Regions from separate parts of the Mus musculus genome. Here all the other regions are linked to region 1. The links are chromatin contacts, called in public promoter capture Hi-C maps. All regions are on one chromosome and are shown on one strand. The core of a region is the stretch at or near the end of the contact, and the rest is flanking DNA. Distances in the headings are between cores, read along the strand shown. Region 1 holds the start of Abcg1 (ATP binding cassette subfamily G member 1). Region 2 overlaps Tmprss3 (transmembrane protease, serine 3). Region 3 overlaps Ubash3a (ubiquitin associated and SH3 domain containing, A). Region 4 holds the start of Rsph1 (radial spoke head 1 homolog (Chlamydomonas)).

Region 1 (5,820 bases), core at 3,057-5,556:
TCTTGGTCAAGCTTCAAAAATGACATATATAGCTTGATCATGCTAGCCCTTCTTGTCCTTGGAATACTTTTATTCCTGCCCACGATGTTAAAGCTTGCTTTTAACAACATCAACATGTTGGCAGCCAAAGTACATGGCTTGAAACTAAAAACGAACTCCCAGACAGAGTTATTAATTTAACAGGCTGGCGAGCCAAGGACAGGTAAGATTCTGCACAGGGCCTTACTAGCCTAAGACAGGCATGCACTGAAAGCCCATGTTTGTTAATAACAAACACTAAAAGGCCCTGTTTGTTCATATAATACAAACAAGCTGTGCATGTCTTAAAGACAGGTAAGGAAGGCATTCTTGTTAGAACAACCTAAGACAGGCTCAGCCTTGTTTATTAAATTAAAAGGTGGGGGGGAGATGTGGAGAGCCTTTTTGGAGTGCCATTTGGCAGCAATCTGACATTGGCCATGACAAAGAAGTAAGTCCAGGCAGGAATCTGACATTAGGCCATGACAAAGAAGTAAGTTCAGGCAGGGACCTGATATTGGCTAAGGACAAGGAAGTAAGAATCTGGTTTTAGGGTAGAACAAAGAAATAGGCTCAGTTATCTTGATCATCCTTAGAAACAGCTATCACTGGAGTGATCATGGGGCTTTGTGCTTATTGTCTTGCTTGTTCCTTGACTTTTATTGTCTTTTTAGTTCCTCATTGTACCACTCACCCTTAGTACTTGCATGTAATTAAAATGGTATAAAAAGTGGATTGGGAAAATTAAATTTGCCTTCAGTCTCAGAATTGACTGGGGTCACACTACAATGTTGTCTAACTGTCTTTTTTTCTTTTTAATCCTCACTCCTGTGCTGGAGAACCTGTTGACTGACTGAGCCGACTTGTATACCATGACAGCCCACACCTTTGTATGCACAATAAACATTTAACATACAGTATTTGGAAATCTGAAGGAACATGTTGTTAGTATGATGACCTTTGTGGTGCAAAGTGTGTGTTGCATATTAAGGATCAAGGCTGTAATGTGAGTGTTGACAGAAAATCCTTGGGTTCATTATGGGATTGATTTCTAATGAATTATTGCCAACATTTCCATGATCCACACGTTCTATCGGGCAGCTCTAGTTGGACTATGGACCCACAGCTTAAGAAGCCTTCCTCTAAGTGCTACTGCCATTGAAATGATGCCTGCATCTTATTAGAAATGATTGTAACATGGTAGAAGTAAGTCAGAGACTGTTCAGGGTATACATCCTGTAGGAGGGGATGGGTATGTTATAAGCAAACCTTGCATCCTTGCAAGAGATATGAGGTTTTGGCATTGGATAGGGGTCTGGAAACCAGACTCCCGAAGGTATCAAGGATGACAGTATTAATGGAAAGCCTCCTTGCTGAAACAGGAAGTGGCTTTCCTTCCAAAAGTCCTCAAGGCCAACTAGGTCCATCTATGTATGGTCGTGTCTTGGCAGAAATTCCCCCTGGGGTTGTGTCTGGCCTGGACAATGCTGAGCTGTGCCTGCTTCACATTGACTGGCCTGGTACTTGTGGTTAGAAGGTCTCTGCCAAGTGGGTTGTAGCTCCCTCTGTAGTGCCTTGGGACTCAGCTACTTGATTTTTCCTTCCATGTGACTCAGCCTGGGAGGGACCATCAGGACTAGGCACCATTAACTGGGTGCAGTTGATAGGATGGAAGAGCAATAGTCTTACTTAGAGTTTCTCTTGCTGCAACAAAACACCATCGCCAAAAAGCTAGTTGAAAAGGAAAGGGTTAATTCAGCTTACACTTCTAAATAGCTGTTCATCACCAAAGGAACTTAAAGGTGGCAGGAACCTGGAGGTAAGAACTGATGTAGAGGCCATGGAGGGTGCTGCTTACTGGTTTGCTTCCCCTGGCTTGCTCAGCCTGCTTTCTTATAGAACCCAGGACCACCAGCCCAGGGGTGGAAACACTCATAATGGGCTGGGCCCTCCCCATCAATCACTAATTAAGAAAATGCCTTATAGCCAGATCTTATGGAGGCATTTTCTCAGTTAAGGTCCCCTCTTTTTAGATGACTCTAGTTTGTGTGTCAAATTGACACAAGACTAGCCAGCTTAGAAGGTAACAGTCCCTGAGAGAAACTACCACATGAAGGCAGAGTACTGAGAAATCAAAGTGTGTGTGTGCATGTGTGTGTACTTATCCTTGGCCCTGTTGCACATGAAACCAGTGTTCAGAACTTACTCACTACAGAATGATTGGAACCTACTCACTGCAGAAAACAGTGTACTTGGCCAGTCAAAACTGGCTTTCTGTCACTTACAGCACAAGTCTGTCCAACTCTGCCACTCTCTCATTCCCTGCTCAGGCATGAAGGGGATGCCAGGAGTAAACAATGGAAAAGATACTTGTTTGTAGGTAGGAAGCACCCATCACTTGTGGGGTCCATTGTGGCCAGGGGGACTACTACCCCATGGACACATATATGAGTGGGAACCCTTTCAGTGGCCCAAGCCACACCAGTGAGAACCCCACACATGGCTGTCTCTGTCTGAGCCCTGTGCATTCTCAGGAACCCAGAAAGCCCTGCCTCCCATCTGAAGCTCCAGTACACAGGCTGCATGGAGGCTGCTGGGGGCTGGAAGCTCATTGGCCTACTTTTGAATTAAAGGTTCATCAAAGGAATGTGAATCAAAGGGGGCGTGGAAATGGGGGAAGGGGTGGGGATGGGGTTGAGTAGAAGGGGCTTGAGAAAGAGAGAAATGCCAGAAGAAAATTCTGAAAGTAGGGAGAACAGACAGAGGGTAGATATCTGCAAAACCAGGCATGCTGATACCATGGCCTGTGTCCTGGTCACATTATTCAGTGTCTCCCCTTGTCCATTCTTGCTGCTTTACAGCATGGTTGGGCACCAGGGCAGACAGTAGCCCAGGCCCCAGAAACCTTTCTCACTCCCTGGGAGGTTTGTACTCTTTTTTTTTTTAATCTGAATTTTATTTTTATTTTTTTTCTATCCTTTTTTTTTCCATTTTTTATTAGGTATTTAGCTCATTTACATTTCCAATGCTATACCAAAAGTCCCCCATACCCACCCACCCCCACTCCCTTACCCACCCACTCCCCCTTTTTGGCCATGGTGTTCCCCTGTACTGGGGCATATAAAGTTTGCGTGTCCAATGGGCCTCTCTTTCCAGTGATGGCCGACTAGGCCATCTTTTGATACATATGCAGCTAGAGTCAAGAGCTCCGGGGTACTGGTTAGTTCATAATGTTGTTCCACCTATAGGGTTGCAGATCCCTTTAGCTCCTTGGGTACTTTCTCTAGCTCCTCCATTGGGAGCCCTGTGATCCATCCATTAGCTGACTGTGAGCATCCACTTCTGTGTTTGCTAGGCCCCAGCATAGTCTCACAAGGAGGTTTGTACTCATAACCTTCTAGAATGCCCTGGCTTTGTCAGCCTTCTTGATACCAGATAGGGCCATCGGTCCCTCCGGTATTAGAAGCCCACCCTCTTCCCTCCAAACTCAGCCACACCCACTTTTCTTTCTGTGATGCTAGGGAGAAGCTTAGCTGAGGTCAAGGATCTGAGGATGTGACAACCACTTGCCTGCCCCTTTCTAGGAGAGCAGAAAGTACCCCAGCACACCCAAGTGTTGGAGCGGGTGGCTCTACTGTGCTGGGGGTGACAGAGAATCATTTCAACAGAAGACTTAGTTTAGGATCTGAGGTTGGGATTAAAGATTTTCACCACGGTTACCACGCAACGTCCCATTTACAAATCACAGGGGTTTCAGTAGGGTACAAGAACGTGGCTGTGTAAGACACTGGAAACACCCCTGTGGCTTATTTGGGGATGGAGTGGTGCTGATGGAGACCTAGGAGCTATCTGTATGAACGCCCATGCTGCCTCAATTTAGGGTCACCGCACACTAGCGCTAAGGGAAAAGCCCTGGGGCTGTTTTCTACGTTTGTCCCTGGGGCTTCTACCTGGAAGGCATGCATAACAAAGGCAGAACAAAGGAGCCACCTGCCTTCTTCCCTATCCCATTGATCTCAAGCTACCTCGGGAGGTTTCCGAAACAAGGACCCCGTGGTTTGTAGGGCGCCCCCACTGGTTCGTCTAGGGTTGAGCTGGCCCAGCTCCTGCAGGGTCCCTGAAGTGGGCTTCCCAGGCCCAGGCGGTTGGGAGAGGCCTAGCAGACAGCTTCGGGTCCAGAGCATCCTCCAGCCGCTCCGCAACAGGAGCAAAACAAGAGCACGCGCACCTGTCGGCGCCCCGCCCCCTCCGCCCGGCCCAATCGTGGGCAGGGGCGGGGCCGGGGCGCAGTCGGAACCCGCGCAGAGCGCCGCGGAGGAGCAGGAGCAAGCGCAGCCTCGTTCCTGCAACCTCGTCCCCGCCGCCCGCAGACTTGTCTCCACTGCCGCTGCCGCCGCCGCCCCCGGGGCATGGCCTGTCTGATGGCCGCTTTCTCGGTCGGCACCGCCATGGTGAGTCGCACATCCTTCGCACTCCGGGCTGGCTTTTATCTTCTAAGGAAACAGGAAGCTCAAAGCCAGGCTGGCTGGTCCTCACACCAGCCGCCTATGAGCGCATCCTCCGGGCGCTGACCTGGGGTGCTCTGGAGAGGTGCCCGGCGCTGCTCGACTCCGCCCTGGCCACCTGGAGCTTTGAGATGCTCCTGTACTGGCTTAGGGCATCCAGAAGGTGGAGTGGGGCGCGGGTAGCGAGCAACCCCACAAGTGGACAGGTAGATGGCCTTGACTTGTCCGCCTCCTGGGTGAGGGGCTGGAGATGTGGAAGCGCACTGGGGAGGGACTGCAGGCTCAGCCCGAGGGAGGGGAGGGTCAGATCTCTCTGAGGAGCTCTGTGGAGCGGGCAGACGGCGGGGGACTTCTTGCGCCACCCTCTGGAGTCCTGGGCACAGTGGGGGGGGGGGGACACAAAAAGAGAAACTGCGCCCCACGAAACGGAGCCTGCTCTCCTGCGCTCCCCAGAGACAGCTACTCTTGGAGGAGGCAGCGAAGTCCCAGGGGAGACAGAGGAGGACGAGCTCAGATCCCTGCCAGGGTGAGGGTAGGGTGTGGGCATTTACACGCCCCCATCCCCCCAGATACCAGTGTTAGGACAAAACCTGGGTGCTACAGAATTGCTAGACAAGTATTGTTTCTCAGAGGTGGGCAAGCGTCTCCTCTTCCACGGTCACTCAATGCTCCAGGAGAAAGCTAACATACAACAACAAAAACCAGCCCACCATCTGTCTGGTCTCACCCTTGGCCCTACCGGCTCTGTCTAACAAGCGGACATTGCGGTTAATAACCTCTTAAGCTGACTTCAGACTGTGGTGGAGTATAAACAGCAAGCCCTCCGTTTTCCCACCCGAATCGTGCCTTTCTTTCTGTTACTAGCCTGCCTGTTCCTTCCCAATACGCTAGAAGCCCACATCTCACAGTCCCTCCCCTTTATTTCATTTTTAGCATCCTGTATTTGAAGTCAGCAAGGCTCCCCAGGATTTGACCGACAGTTACCTCTTGCCTTGCGCTCTAGAGGAAAAAAAAAAAAAGCACTCGGCTTTGTGCGCATGCTCTGCTCTGACAACCGCATCCTGTGATTCCAAACAGGTTACTGTAGAACTCGTCTCGAGCCCTGCCCGCCGACTCATTATGTAATGATTTTGTGTAAACCGATAGAATGGAGCAAAGATGCACTGTGGTGATGGTGGTGGTTAGCAGGGGGTGGGGTGAGGCGGGAAGGAAGACCCTTCTAAGCTGCTCCCCATCCTTGGGCTGTGCTCCATTTCAGACTCGCCAGAGTCAATGAAAACAGGAATCGCTTCTCCTC
Region 2 (5,268 bases), core at 1,762-4,261, 130 kb after region 1:
AAAACCCGTCTGAGATAAAGTCAGTAAATGTTTGCCTAGCACCTGATGTGTGTGTGGCCAGGCCTTGCTTCCCCACAGCCCTTCCCCTCTCAGGAGAGACGGGGGTTGTAGACGTCTGACTTTCATTGCAGCAAGGCCTCTGTGTCTATCAGAGCATCTCTCTGTTTGGTGCCCTGTGACTCTCAGTTCCCCTCTCTTCCCCTCTCTGACCAGGAGCCTCTGTAGGCCTGTCCTGATTCCCCCTCCCTGAAGAAAAGCAGATCTGGCTCTCAGCAAGGGATCAACTTCCCAGCTCATCTGCTGGTCACCTTTCTCCTTGTTGAGTCAGGCAGGGCCATTCCTCTAGTCCTTCCCCTGTATGCCTGGGTCACACCCGGGGGATTAGCTGTGTTCTAGGGCTGATACCCACATCTATCTCCTCCTGGCTCCCTGTGGCAGGTGCAGGGAACACGTGAGCTGGAGAGTCAACGCCCACCTCCAACTGGGTCACTCCACCCACCTCCAACTGTTCGTGAATCCAGTCCAGGAAGGAGGTGATTCGCGTATAGACTCCAGGCTTGTTCACTTCAGCACAGCCGATTCCAAAACTTGTTGCACCCACTAACTTCCACAGTCTCCTCTCCTGGCACACCAGGGGTCCTCCACTGTCTCCCTGCAGAGTCAATAGAAGCAAAGGTCAAGAGGCTGGGACAGCTATACTGTCCCGGCTGCACAGACTTTCCATGTCACATCACCGGAGAACCATGTGCACACCTCTCCCTGTATACTTCTAGAATGGACTCAAGACATGGCTCCTTGACCATATGGGAACGCTTCCCTCTGGCTATGTCTGCCTTCAGATCCCAAACACTACACTTTTAAGTCAAAGGTGGCCTGCGTAGCCCACTGAGCTGGAAGAGAGGGAGTCTGCCTGAGCCAGATCTAAATCACTGTGTCCAACGGCAGTACTGAGTCTCATTCACTGTGGATTTTGCAAGCCTGGGTTCATCAGCTCATAGCCCCCTTTCCCACTCAGAATCAGGCTGGAGAGATGAGGGGAGGCCACATCCTGTGTGCCCTGAAAGACTGGGAACCTGGGTAAACACAGGCTGGGCCACCAAGAAAGCCAGGGGATATCTTAAGCAAATCTCTTCCTTGTGCCATGTAAATTTGTTTTTCACGGGGAAACTGGCAGGGGCCTGTCCCATGGGCTGGGTCACTAAACTAGACCCTGGCCTTTTGCCGAGGCCCCAAGGGCTACTGGAAGTCCTTTACCTGGCAGCTGTCCACACCGCCCTTCAGGTAGCCTGCACAGAGCATGGAGGGAGAGATGATACCACCATACACGTCCCTGTGGTTGCAGATCTTGTTTGAAATTAAAGGGACAGCCGCGTGGTTCAGGACAGGGGAGGCGTCACCTGCCTCAGAGTAATGTAAGAAATTCATAGTGAGACAGAGTTCGGCTTAGAGAACAGAGTCAAGAGAACCAGGGGACATGGGACTTTCCACCTGACAGGAAGCAGTCACAGCAAAGACCAGGTCTACTGTAACTGGGACAGCAGACTGTCACGGAGCCCGTGGCACCCAGAGTGTCCCCTGCTCAGTGTGCTGTCTCACAGCCAACCAAGCCTCGACCCATGCCAGTCAGTCCACATTGCAAAAGGGAAACTGAGGCCCTGAAGGCCGCCCACCTCTGGACAGAGCTGAATTCAGTCAACAGTAACGTGTCCCTCCAAATACAGGTGTGGGCCCTGAACCTGTGGCTTTGCCATTGACTAGGGAACCTTGAAGGTATTCAAGGGTATGGTTGTGAGCTAGCCCAGATGATGCTGGTAAACTCATGAAAATTACAAGGACCTATCAACAACTTGAAGAAGGTGACATCAGAGCAACTCCAGAGTCAGATCAGCCTGTCAGCCTTGAAGTCAAGGATGAGGCCGTGAACCCAGGAGTGTGGGAGCAAAGGTAAAGGGACAACAGCTGTCACCGTCCCCAGAGACAACTGAGGAGCCAGCCTACAGCACAAGTGACCCCTGAGGCTGGAAGGTAACAAACAAAGTGGGCATTGAATCCTGGAGTTTGAGAGGCTGAGGCAGGAGGCTTGTGGTGAGGTTCATGCGGTCAGCCTGGGCTGCAGTGAGAGCCTGCATGAACACGTCTCCAAAGGCGAACCCTGAGCTTCTCTCATGGGTTGACTATAACCTCCTTCTTATTTGCCTGCCTGCAACCAAGACATGTGATCTTGCTTGGAGCAGAAGCTGCTAAAGTATGGATCACGTACCATGTGGAGGCTGAGTTACCTTGCATTTAGGGCAGGCTCTAGATCTGACAACTGATGCCATGGGGCCAGGGGTCAAGGGACTAAGATGATGGATCAACCTGGAATGTGGTAGGTTGGATACCCAGAGCTCACATTAGGGAAAAAAAAACAAAACAAATAAACAGAAAAAAATCAAAAATCAAACAACCACATAGACATTGGATCTGGGTTGACACATTAGCCAGCCAAGGAACACTAAGGATAGCTAGAGCCACCAGACACTGGAGAGATGCTGGGACAGACATCTTGACCTCAGACTTCAGAAAGATAGAGGACTCAAGTCTGCCCTTTTGAGCTTTTTGAGCCATCCAGGCCTCAGTAGTTTGGCTACAGTTTCTAGTGACAGCAGGCTGGCCTGTGCCTAGAAAATGCACAAAGGAAAGCCATTGCTGGAGAGACTGTGTCAGCACTGTGCCTTGGATGCAAGGGACAAAGATGTCCCTGGCAAGTACATGACGTGACCATCACTGAGAGTATTAGCATTACCAAAGCAGTGGAATTAGCTGAGTCATGCCTTCTATAGCAAGCTCATAGGAGAAAATAACACACCATGCCAGTTCTCAGACAAGACTTCGTCATCTTGTACTGCTTGGTACAAGCTTGAGGCTCATCAAGGTGTGCTTCAGACACTTGCTTCAGTAGAGTAAGAAGGGGCAGGAAGGAGGGTTGGGTGGAGGCCTCACCATGGAGAAGTACCCACACTTCTCCACTATAGCTCATTTCTTCATGAAACCTCAAAACGTCACACTGTCCAAAGAGGAGTGGCACCATGGTGACCCACGGCTATTCAGCAGATGGCTGTTGTGAACAGTTGGCCTGCCCCAACCCTGAGCTGGGACATCCAAGCATCCCGAGGGGCCCTCCCTGTCTCAGGCTTCAGACCACTGACCTCCATCCTCTGTGGCTCCCCATCCTGAGGTCCAGCACAGTTTCCCATCGGGAAAGTTCTCTTCAGAGTTGGGCAGACAGATGGGCTGGATGGTCTCTGTTAGAAGGGGCACAATGAGGTGAAGTTCCTGAAGCCACTGCCCCAGAAATCAACTGACCTCGTGTTCAGGTCTCTAAACCCACCCTCTAGGAAGTGGTTGGGCCTTGGTTATGGAGCTAGCTCAGAGCAGAAGCCACGCCCACTCATCTCCCAGATGTAGCCCTAAACTGTGGCAGGAGTCCAGAGCCCAGCAGCCAAGCCTGTCTGTAAAAGGCTGGACAGTTGGATAGAAGACAGTTCAGGCTTGTGAGCTATGTGGACCTCATCACGGTTGCTGGAACCGCAGGAGACATACACAAAGGGGCTGATGGATTTATGACAAGATTTTACTCGCTCAAATGTGCATTGGGTCACACGTGGCTGGCCCTTGGGCCACAGTTGATCACTCCTGGACCAGACGTTAAGTGTTAGTGGTGACAGCCGGCCTGCATCTAGGCTATGCCGCTGATGCTCTAGCAAAGCCAAGCAGCTGCATGTGCCCAGGGCTTCTGTGTGAGCAGCACCTGAGATGCACCCCCTCCTCCCCATCCTGCATGGTAATCATGGAAAAGTGGAGAAGGATAGAGACATATTTAACTATTTAACTCTTTAGCCAAGTATGCTACAGACAACTCCCTTTCTAGAATCAAATATCACCAACAATAATTAGCAAGTAACCCCCACCCCCCACTTAAGCAGCTTTTCTGTTGCCCTTGAAATCACACAGGTTTGCTGCCGAGAATAGGAGTCTACCTTGGAAATGGCCCTGCCTGCCCTCCAGAGTGCTTATCCTGGGATGGTCAGGACTTTTACTGAAGCCAACATTCCTCCTGCTTTGTGCTTTGTGAGTTTTGAGAGTTCTAGCTGGGCTACCTAGAACCTTCCAGATGGAAGAGAGAGGCTCTTTGCAAGCCCTCAAGCTGCCCCAGCCTGGGACTCTGCTCCTTCCACTGGAGAGGCTGCAAGCAGCAAAAACCAGGACAGCAAAGTGCTCTGGGTCCCTGAGGACAGGCGGCTCTCTTCTGCCACCTAGAGGCATCAGGTAGCCATCTGCAGCTGGCACAGGGCAGAGAGAACAGAGCAGAACTGGAAGGCTGTGAGGTTGAATTGGCACTAGAGGGACAGCCAAGGTCGACAACCTAAGTCTAAAAAACGTAACAGGCTGAAATCTTAAGCAAGGGCTCCGTCTCCTAACATGCTCACACTGAAAACACCTAATTCGGGCTGGGAAGGTAGCTGTGCTGGCTAAGTGCTTGCTGCACAATCATGAACTGCTGAGTTTGATCTGGGCCACCCATGTAAAAAGGCAGCTGTAGTGGCATTGAGGGTGTTACCCAGTACTGAGGAGGCAGAGACAGAGACAGAAGGGTCCCTGGGGCTTCTTGGTCAGTCAGTCTATTAGGCAAGTCTAGATCAATAAGAGACTGAATCCCCCAAAAAAGCAAGGTGCTGCTTCCAAAGGAACAACATTCAAGAATGACTTTCTGGCCCCCTATGTGCATGCATACATTTGTGCATGCACATGCATGTGCACATGTGTGCTCTCGAACACACACCTTTAACGAGCAAATGCTATGCACCTACATCAACACCTAGCTGAATCAGATTTTGGAATTTCCATGCAAGGATAGTAAAGCAGACAGTATAACAGTGCCTCGACAGGCAAGCTCTTGAAACAAGCTAAAAGCAAGTGCAGGGCAGAGGCCTAAACGTTTGTACCGTCAAAGGTGAGTGGCTCGGACAGCTTCATGAGGGCTATGTCATTGCCCAGCCGCTTTGGCTTGTACTTGCTGTGATAGATGATTTTCTCCACCAGATGGGAGGGCACAGGACTGTCCATCAGGGACACAAGACCCACCTGGACAGTCCAGGACTTGGGGTGGTACAGGCTGAAATGCACAAACAGAGAGGTGAATCTCAGGAGAGACCCAGCCCTGTTGAACTCTGGTGTCCCAAGAGCCCAGGGAAATGGTGAGAGATGTGGGATCTCCAGGTGGGAGAT
Region 3 (4,982 bases), core at 2,176-4,675, 170 kb after region 1:
ATCCCCCTGAAGGATCAGTCACATGACGGGTATAGTATAGAATAGAGTTTATTCGGGGCATGGAGAGGGGAATTAAGGGGGTAATAGAGGCAGAGAAAGGCAGAGAGAGAGAGTAGAGAAGTAGAGGCCGGCATGGCCATGAGCACGTGGAGAGAGGGGAAAGGGAAGAGCCCAAGAGGGCAAGAGAGAAGCAAGAGGGAAGCAAGAGTAAGAGAGAGGGAGGAGGGGCAAGCAGCCCCTTTTATACTGGGCCAGGCCTACCTGGCTGTTGCCAGGTAACTGTGAGGTGGAGCTTAGACAGAATGCTAACAGAGATAACCAGAGCTACTTACCCAACTCCATTCTTTATCGGTTCTGTTTCCCATGAACAATGTTGCTAAGCATTTTGCTGCAACATGGGGTCCTTTCCCCCACTTCCATACCTCTGTCTTGATCCTATGGGCATCCTCCAACCCACAATCTATATGTGCTCTGCCGGGAATAACCATGACTGGTTTTTTTTCTGTGTGTGTGTGTGTGTGTGTGTGTGTGTGTGTGTGTTTGTGTGTTTGCACTTGCATAAACATTTTGTGCATGTGTGTTATACATATTTGCTGGACAGATCTCCGTGTATTCAGGGAGCCCCGCCCCCTGCCCCGCATCTCTTTGTATCACAAGGCAAAGCTTTGGAAACCATACTGTTTTATTTATGCACCTACTGGAAGCCAGTTAATAAGTGTGGTAAAAGTTCCAGTAGCTAAAACTTCTGTTTTGAATAAATCAAGAAGCAAGGTATTTTGAATATTTAAAGCAAATGATTGATTTGGGCCATTTAGTGGCTGACAGGATTTCATGGGGAAAAGGACTTTCCAAGTAATTATTATTTTTATTAAATGGAGGGTTTCCTGAAAGTATTTATGAAAGGAGATCGGGTGACCTCTAGGCTACTGGTTCTTCCTGTTAAAATTAAGCTTACATTTGGGTTTGCATGACAGGCCAGGGACAGCATCTGTGCCCTTGGACTGTGCCACTAAATGCAGTGACAACAAAGTAGATCCCCTACCACCCCTCCCAAGGCTGCCCTGGGACTCACTATGTTGCTATATAGCCAAGGATGACCTTTTGAGCTTCGAATCCTCCTGCCTCCATCTCCAGAGAGAGCGCTGGTATTACAGATCTGCGCCGTCATGTGGGTTTCCTGTATGCTAGGCAGCAGAGCTAACCATGGATTCTTATATGCACTTATGAATCTGTCATGTATATATACTAACTTAAAATAGCTTTTAAACTGCATGGATTCGGCCAGCTCCGCAGCGGGGCTATCCCGCATCATTTTAGCTTCACGTGCTAATTCATAAAACCTGAGGAGCACACCTGCAAACGCAGGAAAGAAAACTCAGCCGGATTCCAGGGCTTTCATATCAGGTGTCCCCTCGTGACCCGCTAACTCACAACAAGGGCCTGTACAGAGAGCTACACACACCCTCCTGTGAAAGCTGAGCCCCCAGCCTGGGAGGTGAAGGGCTGAACAACGTCACAAAATCAAGGAAGCTTTGGTTTCCTGCAGAATCTACATGGTCAGTTAGCCGCTCTAAAAAAAAAAAAAAAAAAAAACAAAAAAAAAAAAAACAAAAAAACAAAAACAAGCAGAAGAACATAGGGCAGGGCTGGCATCAAACTCCAGGAGGCTGGGGAGGAGGGGCTATTAGGCCCTGTCCTCCTTGTCTCCCACCAAGGGCAGAAGACCTCACTGTGACAGAGAAGCCATCAGCCAAGGGACGAGCCTGGACTCTGCGGCTACTGCAAAGCTTCTGCACTAAACTCTGTCTAGCAACGGTTCTACTTCCTGCAGTATGTCACCTGCACCTGGACAAGTGCCCCTCCTTGTGACCCTGACCTTCCTGGGAGACCAGTTTCTCTCAGGAACCATTGTACATTCGTAAAAGTTGCAAGAAAAAGGAAGTTCTGGATGAATGCTGGGGTGTATGTGATGAGCTTCCACTTCCCCGACCCCAATCTGACACCCCATCCCCCACCCCACACACACACACCAGGATAACTACAAGCACTGTCCCCCAACCCCAGGCTAACTGTGGTGTGACATAGGCTGGGAACTGGCAGTAGGCTGTCTATGGCCTTTAAAGCTGCTAAATATTCTTCTAAACATTTAAGGAGGTTTTAAATTGGGGCATAGTGGCACCCAGACTTAATTCCAGTACTTAGGAGACAGAGGCAGGCGGACCTCCATGAGATCCAAGGTGGCCAGTGCTACACAATGACACTGTCTTAAGGGAAGTCCTGGCAAATCTGAATGTGTCATGAAAGCGTTAAACAGTGGGGAATGTAGACTGACACCTATGTGCATAGAGAGTTGGCCTGTGGCCAGACTATACGTTGTATATACATTCCATATATAACTCCCAAGGGCACAGGACTCACACAGGGTACGCTTGATACAAACAGCAAGAAGCACCCAGGGAGAGATCTGCATACCACATGGGAAGAGGCCCCTTCCTACTCAGAGGAACCTCCCCAGCCCTGAAGGTGGCTGGCACTGGAACACATTGTACTTCACAGACAACCCCCACCAGCACCAGTGTAAACTCTCTAGCAGGTGGCTGCAAGATTCTAAGGACCCTGTGGTCCCAATCCAACACCACCCACTTGTTACTTGGAAACCACATATTACTGGAAGATAGCTGTGGGGGACAGACCACCGCTACCTCAGTTTCAGCCATCTTCACAGAACAAGTATACAGCCCGGCTGCAGATCAGAAAGGCCGGGGCTGAGAATCAGAGCCCAACAGAAGCTGAAGCTGTCTTCCAACCACATGAAGACCTCCCACCACAGAGCTAATCAAATCCCACAAATCGAGCTGTCAGGTTGAGGCTTCCACACAGCAAGGGCGGGCCGTTGCTGGATGAACTGTGTCCCTCCAAACACTCATATGCTGGAGCCCTGATGAACATTTATATTAGAGAAAGACCTTTCAATTGAGGGGTCCCTTATCCAATCTTACTTTGATCAGAGTTCACTAAGGATACAGGGGAAGACACTAGCTTCTCACCAGGCCTAGGACAGAGTCCCCAAGATGAATCACAAGTTCCTCCTGTATTGCCTTGATCTTGGACCTCCTACACTCCGGGACAGAGAGACAATGAAACCTGTTCTGTCATTGAAGCTGTGTGACAGTAAGCCCAGGGCAGACACTAACACAGCGACTTTGTCTTTAAATGCCACACACTGAGGTGAATCCCCTTCTAGGAACAGAGGTGAATAGAAACTTCATCCACTTCTATGGCATCAGTTAACTGCTAAGTGACACACCTAAGTCCAAGAGGAAAAAAAAAAAAAAACCCGACAAAATGTCACGTGCTTCCCTCTGTCCCTTCGCCACCCATGTGCTCGCCAACCTCTTGCTTGCATTTTTAGTTGAATGACTAGCAGACAAACTCAACTTCCTCTCTGACTGTAAAGTTCACAGATGTCACTCGGAGATAACAATGGTTTTACTGTCTGGGCAGTGGGCCCCACGTTACACATGTACCCCTGCTTTGCCCTCAGGAAGACGAGAGCAGCCTACACTTCCTGTGTGAGGGTGCTTTAGCTCCATCTGCTCTGCATGACAGGTCATTGAAAGCTGCTCTCAGTGGCTGCAGTGTATGTCACAGTTCAGCTCCAGGATCCACTGACACCCGCACTCTATCCCACTGGCATCTGTAGCTTAAGAACGCATGAAGTCCACGTCTTATTGGTGTGTGCCTTTAATGGCCAAGCCATCTCTCCAGCCCAGGTCCACATGGAGGAGCCCATAAGAGGTTATGAATTGAAACAAGACACGTCACAATGACAGGGACAGAGAGCCATAACTTATGGGTAATCTAAAAATACTTGAGACCAGAGAAATGGCTCTGCAATTAAAAGCGCTGACTGTTCTTTTAGAGGACCCCAGTTCAATTCCCAGCACCCACAGTGTGGCTCACAACCATCTGGAAGTCCAGTCCCAAGGGATCTGATGCCTTCTTCTGGCTTCAATGGCTATCAGCCAGAACCACAATGCACAGACATACATGTAGACAAAGCTCCCATATATGTAAAATAAAACATTTAAACACATGAACTGTATCAAAACGCCACAAAGGTCACAGATGGCCCAGAGCGTGGTCACAGGTGTCAGGCAGACAGCTGCTGCCGAGAGACTCAGGGCAAGTGAGGCCGAGTGGCTCTAGACAGTCTCGGGCTGGGATGGTGGGGAACTGTTCCCTGCCAGAAAGGGGCTGAGTAAATAAAAACGCACCTCATGGGTGGTTGAGGAGAGTGAGTCAGAGAGAGCTGTCAACTTCAGAGTCACTTCCGGTTTTACGATACTTCAGACAAAATCCTGATGGGATCATTGCTTTGAATGCCACTGAGTAAATGAGGTATTTACCTAGAAGAGACATCAGGAGAGAAAAGTTGGGAAGACATCGGGGCCAAAGTAATGAGAGGAGGGATCAACACGTAGCTCAATGAATGGAGGGCTCGCCCAGTGCATACAAGGCCCTGAGTTTGATCTACAGAGTCCTCTAAACCTGGAATCCCACACTCTTTGCCTACATAGCTTAAGGCCTACCTGGGATACCTCAGATCCTGTCTCAAAAAAAATTTTTTAAGAAGATATTAATGGAGCTGAAGAGATGGCTCAGTGGTTAAGAGCACTGACTGCTCTTTCAGAGGTCCTGAGTTCAATTCCCAGCAACCACATGGTGGCTCACAACCATCTGTAATGGGATCCGATGTCCTCTTCTGTTGTGTCTGAAAACAGCTACAGTGTATGTGTGTGTGTGTATGTATATGTATGTATATATATATATATATACATACATACACATACATATACATACACACATATATATACATAAAATAAATCAATCTTTAAAAAAAGAAGAAGATACTTACTAATGGTATAATATATCAAAAATTAAAATAGGGTTTTGGGTCAGAGGCTATAAGGCAGTATAAG
Region 4 (5,110 bases), core at 2,503-5,002, 220 kb after region 1:
AACTCATAGCTTCCTTCATATGTGTCCCCGTTGGGCAGTCGTGCTTTCCCATGTCCGTGTCGTTCTCCCACCTCATTGCGCTCCCCTTCGTACTCCTGGGCAAAAGAAATCAAGCTAATTGTGGCTGCTGTTTGTTCCTGCCAGGCCCATGGCAAGCAGTTTACAGCTATTGTCCCACTGAAGCCTTCCAACCTTGGGCACTGCATGCACCTTTGAGGTTGCGCGCTGGAGAAGCAGGTAGCCAAGCCTGGTGGCCAGAGCCCTGGTCTATGATCTCACACTTAGTGCGGGTGTCCATGGCGGGAGCCTCGCTCCCTTTAGCATCTGAGAGACTGTCACTTATTATGCTAATCCTGACACTGTAAACATGAACCAATATACGGGAAACACTTTGTGAACTGTGTTGTCACAGGAATGCTCATAGAGAGCACACGCAGGTAAAATAGGTCCCTAGACTGCACAGACACCTCCCAAGTCACTTTCTCCAGTCATTCAGGACTTAAAGAGCAAATACCCTTCATAGGTTTCCTGGTCTGTCTGCTGTCTGTAGACAAACTTGACCCAGAGACTAGAAAGATGGCTCAGTGGGTAAGAGCGCTGGCTGGTCTTGAAGAAGGTCCCTGTGCAGTTCTCAGCACCTAAATGGTGGCTCACAACCATCTGTAACTCCAGTTCCAGGGATTTCAATGACCTCTCCTGGCCTCCTCATTCATTGAATGCATGTGATACACAAATGTACAAGCAGAAAAGAAAAAAACCCATACACCCAAAATTTTAAAAATTAATATTTTTTAAAAAACCCAAATGTAAAAATAAACCACTTCTAAACCAATCTGAAATTGCTATGAATCAATCTATCTTGTAAGCTGATTAGACTGGAGATGGATCTCAGTGTTAGTGAAACTGCCTAGCGTGTGTAAGACCCTGGGTTTCACCCCTTCACACACACACGCACAGGCTCAGAGAGAGAGAGAGAGGAGGGAGAAGGGAGAAGGAGAGAGAAAGAGAGAAAAACACACATATATACGCACACACAGAGAACATACATACATACACAGAGAGGCAGAGACAGATACACATACTGACATACACACACATAAAGGTAGAGAGACAGAGACAGAGGGCAATAGAGACAGATACAGAGAAACACAGATACAGACACACACACACACAACTTTTGCAAGGAGTACCACTTGTAGGGGCTGAAGCAGGATTGTGGGATCACTTGAGCCATGGGGTTGAAGGCCACACCTGAGCCACAGAGCCCCAACCCTAAAATCAAGGGAATAAAAAAGTGATACAAGGTTGCAATCCTCCCCTTTTTTCCTATAGTTTTTAAGATGAATGTTTTCTGGCTCAAAATACATGGATGTAGCACATATAATACATACTAAAATGGCCAGAGCATTCAGTAATGACATAACATGGCTAGCTTATAACATCACTCTACATACTTTCAACATAGACAATAACATTAAATATTATTACATATTAAAATATAATGCACGGGGTTGGTACAGGCCATCACGTGGGAAACCTCATAAACAAACCCGTGAGCAGTTTAGCTCAGAAATTCCTGCCTAGAATATAAGTGTTTAACCCTACAAATTTGATCTCAGGGTTGTTCCAAACAACAGTGTGGTGGTTTGAGTGAGGACGCCCCCTATAAGCTCATGTATCTATCTCTGCATTGATTCCCCGTTTGGTGGTAGTTTGGGGAGACTGCTGAACCTTTGGGAGGTAGAGGCTTGCTGGAGGAAGCACATCACTAGGGACGGACTTCCGAGTGTTTGTAGTTTCATACCACTTCCTGTTTGTGCTCTCTGCTCGAATCTGAAGATGTCAGCTCTCAGCTACCTGTTCCTGTCGCCATGTCTGCCCCTGTGCCTGCTTCCTCACCAGGACAGACTCTCACCCCCCTGGAATCATAAGTGCAAATAAACCCTTCCTTCCATGAGCCATGGTGCTTGATCACAGCAATAGAAAGGTAGCTAATACCCACAATGCACAAAGTCACTGCTCCCATCTTGGAGGTCTCCCATTATGGCCAACGCTGAGTCACAGAAGTGGATCCCTACTGCCATCTCAGGGACCTCCCAGTATGCCTAACACTGACTGAGCTGTATGGGTGACTAACAGAGACATTCTTTAAGTTCACCTAAAGGTGGTTTGGTGTCTTGACTACAGGCTTAAACATGTTACAAATCAGTAGGAGCGGGCGGGGAACAAACCGGAAACCCCGATGGAAGACGAGACTGTGTGTAAATCAGATATGTATGAGCAGAAGCAGAGGGTAGATTAATGACCTCTGTGTCTCTCATGAGAGAGTGTGTGTGGATGGTGTATGGTGTGGTTTGTGTGTGTGTGAGGTGTGTGGTATGGTGTGTATGTGTGGTGTGTGTGTGTGGTATGGGGTATGTGTGTGTATGTGTGGTGTGTGTGTGTGTGTGGTGTGTGTGGTATGGGGTATGTGTGTGTATGTGTGGTGTGTGTGTGTGTGTGTGTGTGTGATGTGCAGTAAGGTGGGTATATCCATGACCATGTAGGTGTTTGCTCATGTGAACGTTCATGCTCATCTCTAGAAACCAGAGATTGACATGCAATGTCTTCCTCGAATCTCTCCACCTTATATTTTGAAACCGGTCTCTCACTGAAAGCTGGACACCCCCCCCCCCCCCCCCGTTCAGGTAGGCTGGCCAGCCAGCTCCAGGGATCCTCCTGTGCTAGCTCTTTACATGATAGTGGTATCTGAACTCAGGTCCATGTGGCTCAGCAAGCACTTTACTTGACAGAGCCATCTTCCCCATGGAAGGAGAACCCTAAGAAACCAGGTCTGTCAGATTGGAAAGGAGGCAGCTAAGCCAGGGCGCATGTTGCAAACTTCAGGTGCAATACCAGCCTCCAGCACGGAGACCATGAGGTCTAGATTTCACACTTGAGAGAGTCCTGTTTTTTTGCACTAGCTCCTTGGTGTTGGGAGCAAGGGACTCCAAAGCACTCCTGCATCTTCCCACTGACCAAGCTGCTCCTGCTCATGGATGAAGAAGTTAAGTAGGGAAGCCTGCAAAGAGGTCTGAGCAGGTACCAACACTGCATTACAGAGCATAGGGCTGGGCTCTTCAGTTGATGCTCAAACTCCCGTTTGCTCACACACAGCAGGCCTAGTCCCCACTTTGTCAGCCAGGGCGTGGTCATTCTCGGATTTAAGGATAAACAGCCGGCCCACAATGCACTCACCATGAGAGCACATCCTGGCTATGGGTCCTTTGCCTTCCCTCTGTTGTCTACACTAGGGAAGTGATCCCGATGACTTGGGATGGTTCAGAGACACTGATTCAAGACCTACATGGTGAAACCTTGAGAGCCCGGGCCACCTCAGCACAGTGGTGAGTTGTCAGGAGGCAACCTTCTCTATCCCTTTAACTCATACCCTCTGCCTAGAAATCTTCGCCTTTAATGGGAGGCGGGATGGGAGCGGGGAAGGAGGGTGGAAACTAGACGTCACGGCGTTTCACCTTTCAAGCGACTTCCTGGACTCAGCGCCGCCAGTGTGGCCGGCGTGGTTCTGTCCCCGGCCTTTCGGCCCTTCGGTCCCCACGCCTCCCGCTCCGGAGCTGCGACGTACTCCAGAAGTCCCTCCCTGGTCAAGAGCTCTCACCCCAAGGTCGTTCTCTCCCTCCTCCTCTAACTCCTCAGAGCCCAGGTCCGACATGATCTGGTTTCAGACAGGATCTCAGGAGCAACGTCTCTATCAAGCAGTTACCAGCCACCCCCACGCGCGTCCCGCGTCGTCATGGAGACACTGCCCGCCCCACTTGGCTCTCCGCCTGAAAGAGTGGCGGAAAACGGCTGCAAAAGAAGCGTGGGAGGAGCCAAGAGCTGGAATAGTGTCCTAGCAACTGGAAGGGCATTTCTGCCAATCGCCGCCCAGGACGAGGGGGTGGGCGGGGCCTTGGCAGACTTGGTACCCACGCAGACCTGGCCTCCTAACATGGGCAGTGTCACTGGCCTGGGGAATGTCCTTAGTAGTCTAGTTTGTGGGCTCTACAAGGAACCACCTGAAAAAGCAGACCCGCCATTAGGATGAGAGATGTATCTCAAATCTAGGCCTTGCCTTTCAATCCCTTGGGTCCCCCGTGGATGCAAGGACCCTCCCAGGCTCATCTACACTGAGATGTTTGTGGTCTCTAGATGAGTGTACTCTTGAGTCTTTTCTGTTTCCTGTCAACACGTATACACTGGAGCGATGAATTCTGACCACTCAAACTCATGCTCACTGACCCGGGTCAGGGTTTAACATCTCAAACCAATTCAGGTTACTTTTGAGCTTTCTCTCGCAAAGAACCCACATTCATTCTGCTCTGTCTTCTGGTGCCTGTGGGCTTCCTCTCAAAGGCCCAGCCTGTCATGCCACGCATACAGACCCACTCAGACCCACTTATTCACACTGACTGTCTCTTACAGATAGGTCCCTCCAGTGCCACATTCTACCCTGCAAGGCCCCTCTGGGTCCCCTCCCACCCCTATACTGTCATCCCAGGCTCAGACCTTCCTGCTAAGCTAGACTTTCTGTCCCGGTATCTGGCCTCCTACCCGTCTCACAGTTTTCCTCTGTGCAGAAACCCAAGCACACACAGGCTCCCTCTATGTCCTCAAGATCCCCCCTCCCTGCACTAGCTACATTGCAAACAAACCAAACCGCCCAATCCTCTAGTTCCTACTTCTGGCTTCTGCCTGCTCTAGCCCACCAGCTCCCTGGAATACCTGCTTGCCCACACTTGAAAGCACACCAATACACTTTTTTTTCCTCCCCAAAGATTGGCTAAAGAGCTGTCTCCCCGTGTAATAAAACGTAAAACATAACTTGGGACAGACAATTTAAAATGCTAATGTGCCTTGATGTGTATGCAGTGTTCCAATTCACACACACACACACACACACACACACACACACACACATACCAGGTGCCGATTTCCACAGCCACAGCCACAGCCACAGCCACAGCCACAGCCACACGACCACTGTAATCACTCCTGGGTGCAACCTTTAGAATCTGCTCTTCACACTTCATGTGAACTGTCCTTGTCACTGTGACAATTTTGGTTGTCA

What was found. Promoter capture Hi-C pulls out the DNA fragments that hold promoters and counts their contacts. Capture Hi-C pulls out chosen DNA fragments and counts their contacts.
Region 2: a contact with region 1 is called in a promoter capture Hi-C map of hematopoietic stem and progenitor cells, with 2.1 times the contacts expected there. The contact joins the enhancer-like site here to the promoter of Abcg1 in region 1. A contact is called at or near these places in 6 of 39 promoter capture datasets (the 3T3-L1 cell line, 3T3-L1-derived adipocytes, embryonic stem cells and 3 more), 1 of 115 datasets of contacts at active chromatin or transcription factors (embryonic stem cells) and 2 of 9 other capture datasets (adipose tissue and embryonic stem cells).
Region 3: a contact with region 1 is called in a promoter capture Hi-C map of the HPC-7 cell line, with 2.2 times the contacts expected there. The contact joins the enhancer-like site here to the promoter of Abcg1 in region 1. A contact is called at or near these places in 8 of 39 promoter capture datasets (the HPC-7 cell line, embryonic stem cells, hippocampal neurons and 4 more), 4 of 115 datasets of contacts at active chromatin or transcription factors (the HPC-7 cell line, bone marrow-derived macrophages, effector CD8 T cells and 1 more) and 3 of 9 other capture datasets (adipose tissue, embryonic stem cells and liver).
Region 4: a promoter capture Hi-C map of pancreatic islet shows a contact between it and region 1. The contact joins the promoter of Rsph1 here to the promoter of Abcg1 in region 1. A contact is called at or near these places in 4 of 39 promoter capture datasets (the HPC-7 cell line, hematopoietic stem and progenitor cells and pre-B cells), 3 of 115 datasets of contacts at active chromatin or transcription factors (double positive thymocytes, embryonic stem cells and forebrain) and 2 of 9 other capture datasets (adipose tissue and pancreatic islet).

What each region holds. Positions count from the first base shown.
Region 1 is chr17:31,053,388-31,059,207 of GRCm38.p6, forward strand. It overlaps Abcg1 (ATP binding cassette subfamily G member 1), which reads left to right and starts at 4,307. Exons shown (of 15, transcript NM_009593.2): 1 at 4,307-4,469. The coding sequence starts at 4,428.
Region 2 is chr17:31,183,315-31,188,582 of GRCm38.p6, forward strand. Tmprss3 (transmembrane protease, serine 3) reads right to left here. Exons shown (of 12, transcript NM_080727.2): 8 at 4,986-5,155; 9 at 3,189-3,284; 10 at 1,255-1,397; 11 at 500-652. Among named protein-coding and RNA genes, the nearest start is that of Tmprss3, 12 kb to the right of the region's middle. Within about 2 kb of position 3,012, at least 13 of the 459 cell types and tissues checked have an H3K27ac peak or open chromatin away from gene starts, as enhancers often do. A contact at or near this core is called in hematopoietic stem and progenitor cells, where this site is marked.
Region 3 is chr17:31,220,581-31,225,562 of GRCm38.p6, forward strand. The region is part of intron 6 of Ubash3a (ubiquitin associated and SH3 domain containing, A); the gene reads left to right. Among named protein-coding and RNA genes, the nearest start is that of Ubash3a, 15 kb to the left of the region's middle. Within about 2 kb of position 3,426, at least 95 of the 459 cell types and tissues checked have an H3K27ac peak or open chromatin away from gene starts, as enhancers often do. A contact at or near this core is called in the HPC-7 cell line, bone marrow-derived macrophages, effector CD8 T cells and 2 more, where this site is marked.
Region 4 is chr17:31,273,544-31,278,653 of GRCm38.p6, forward strand. Rsph1 (radial spoke head 1 homolog (Chlamydomonas)) reads right to left here and starts at 3,753. Exons shown (of 9, transcript NM_025290.4): 1 at 3,659-3,753; 2 at 1-95. The coding sequence starts at 3,712.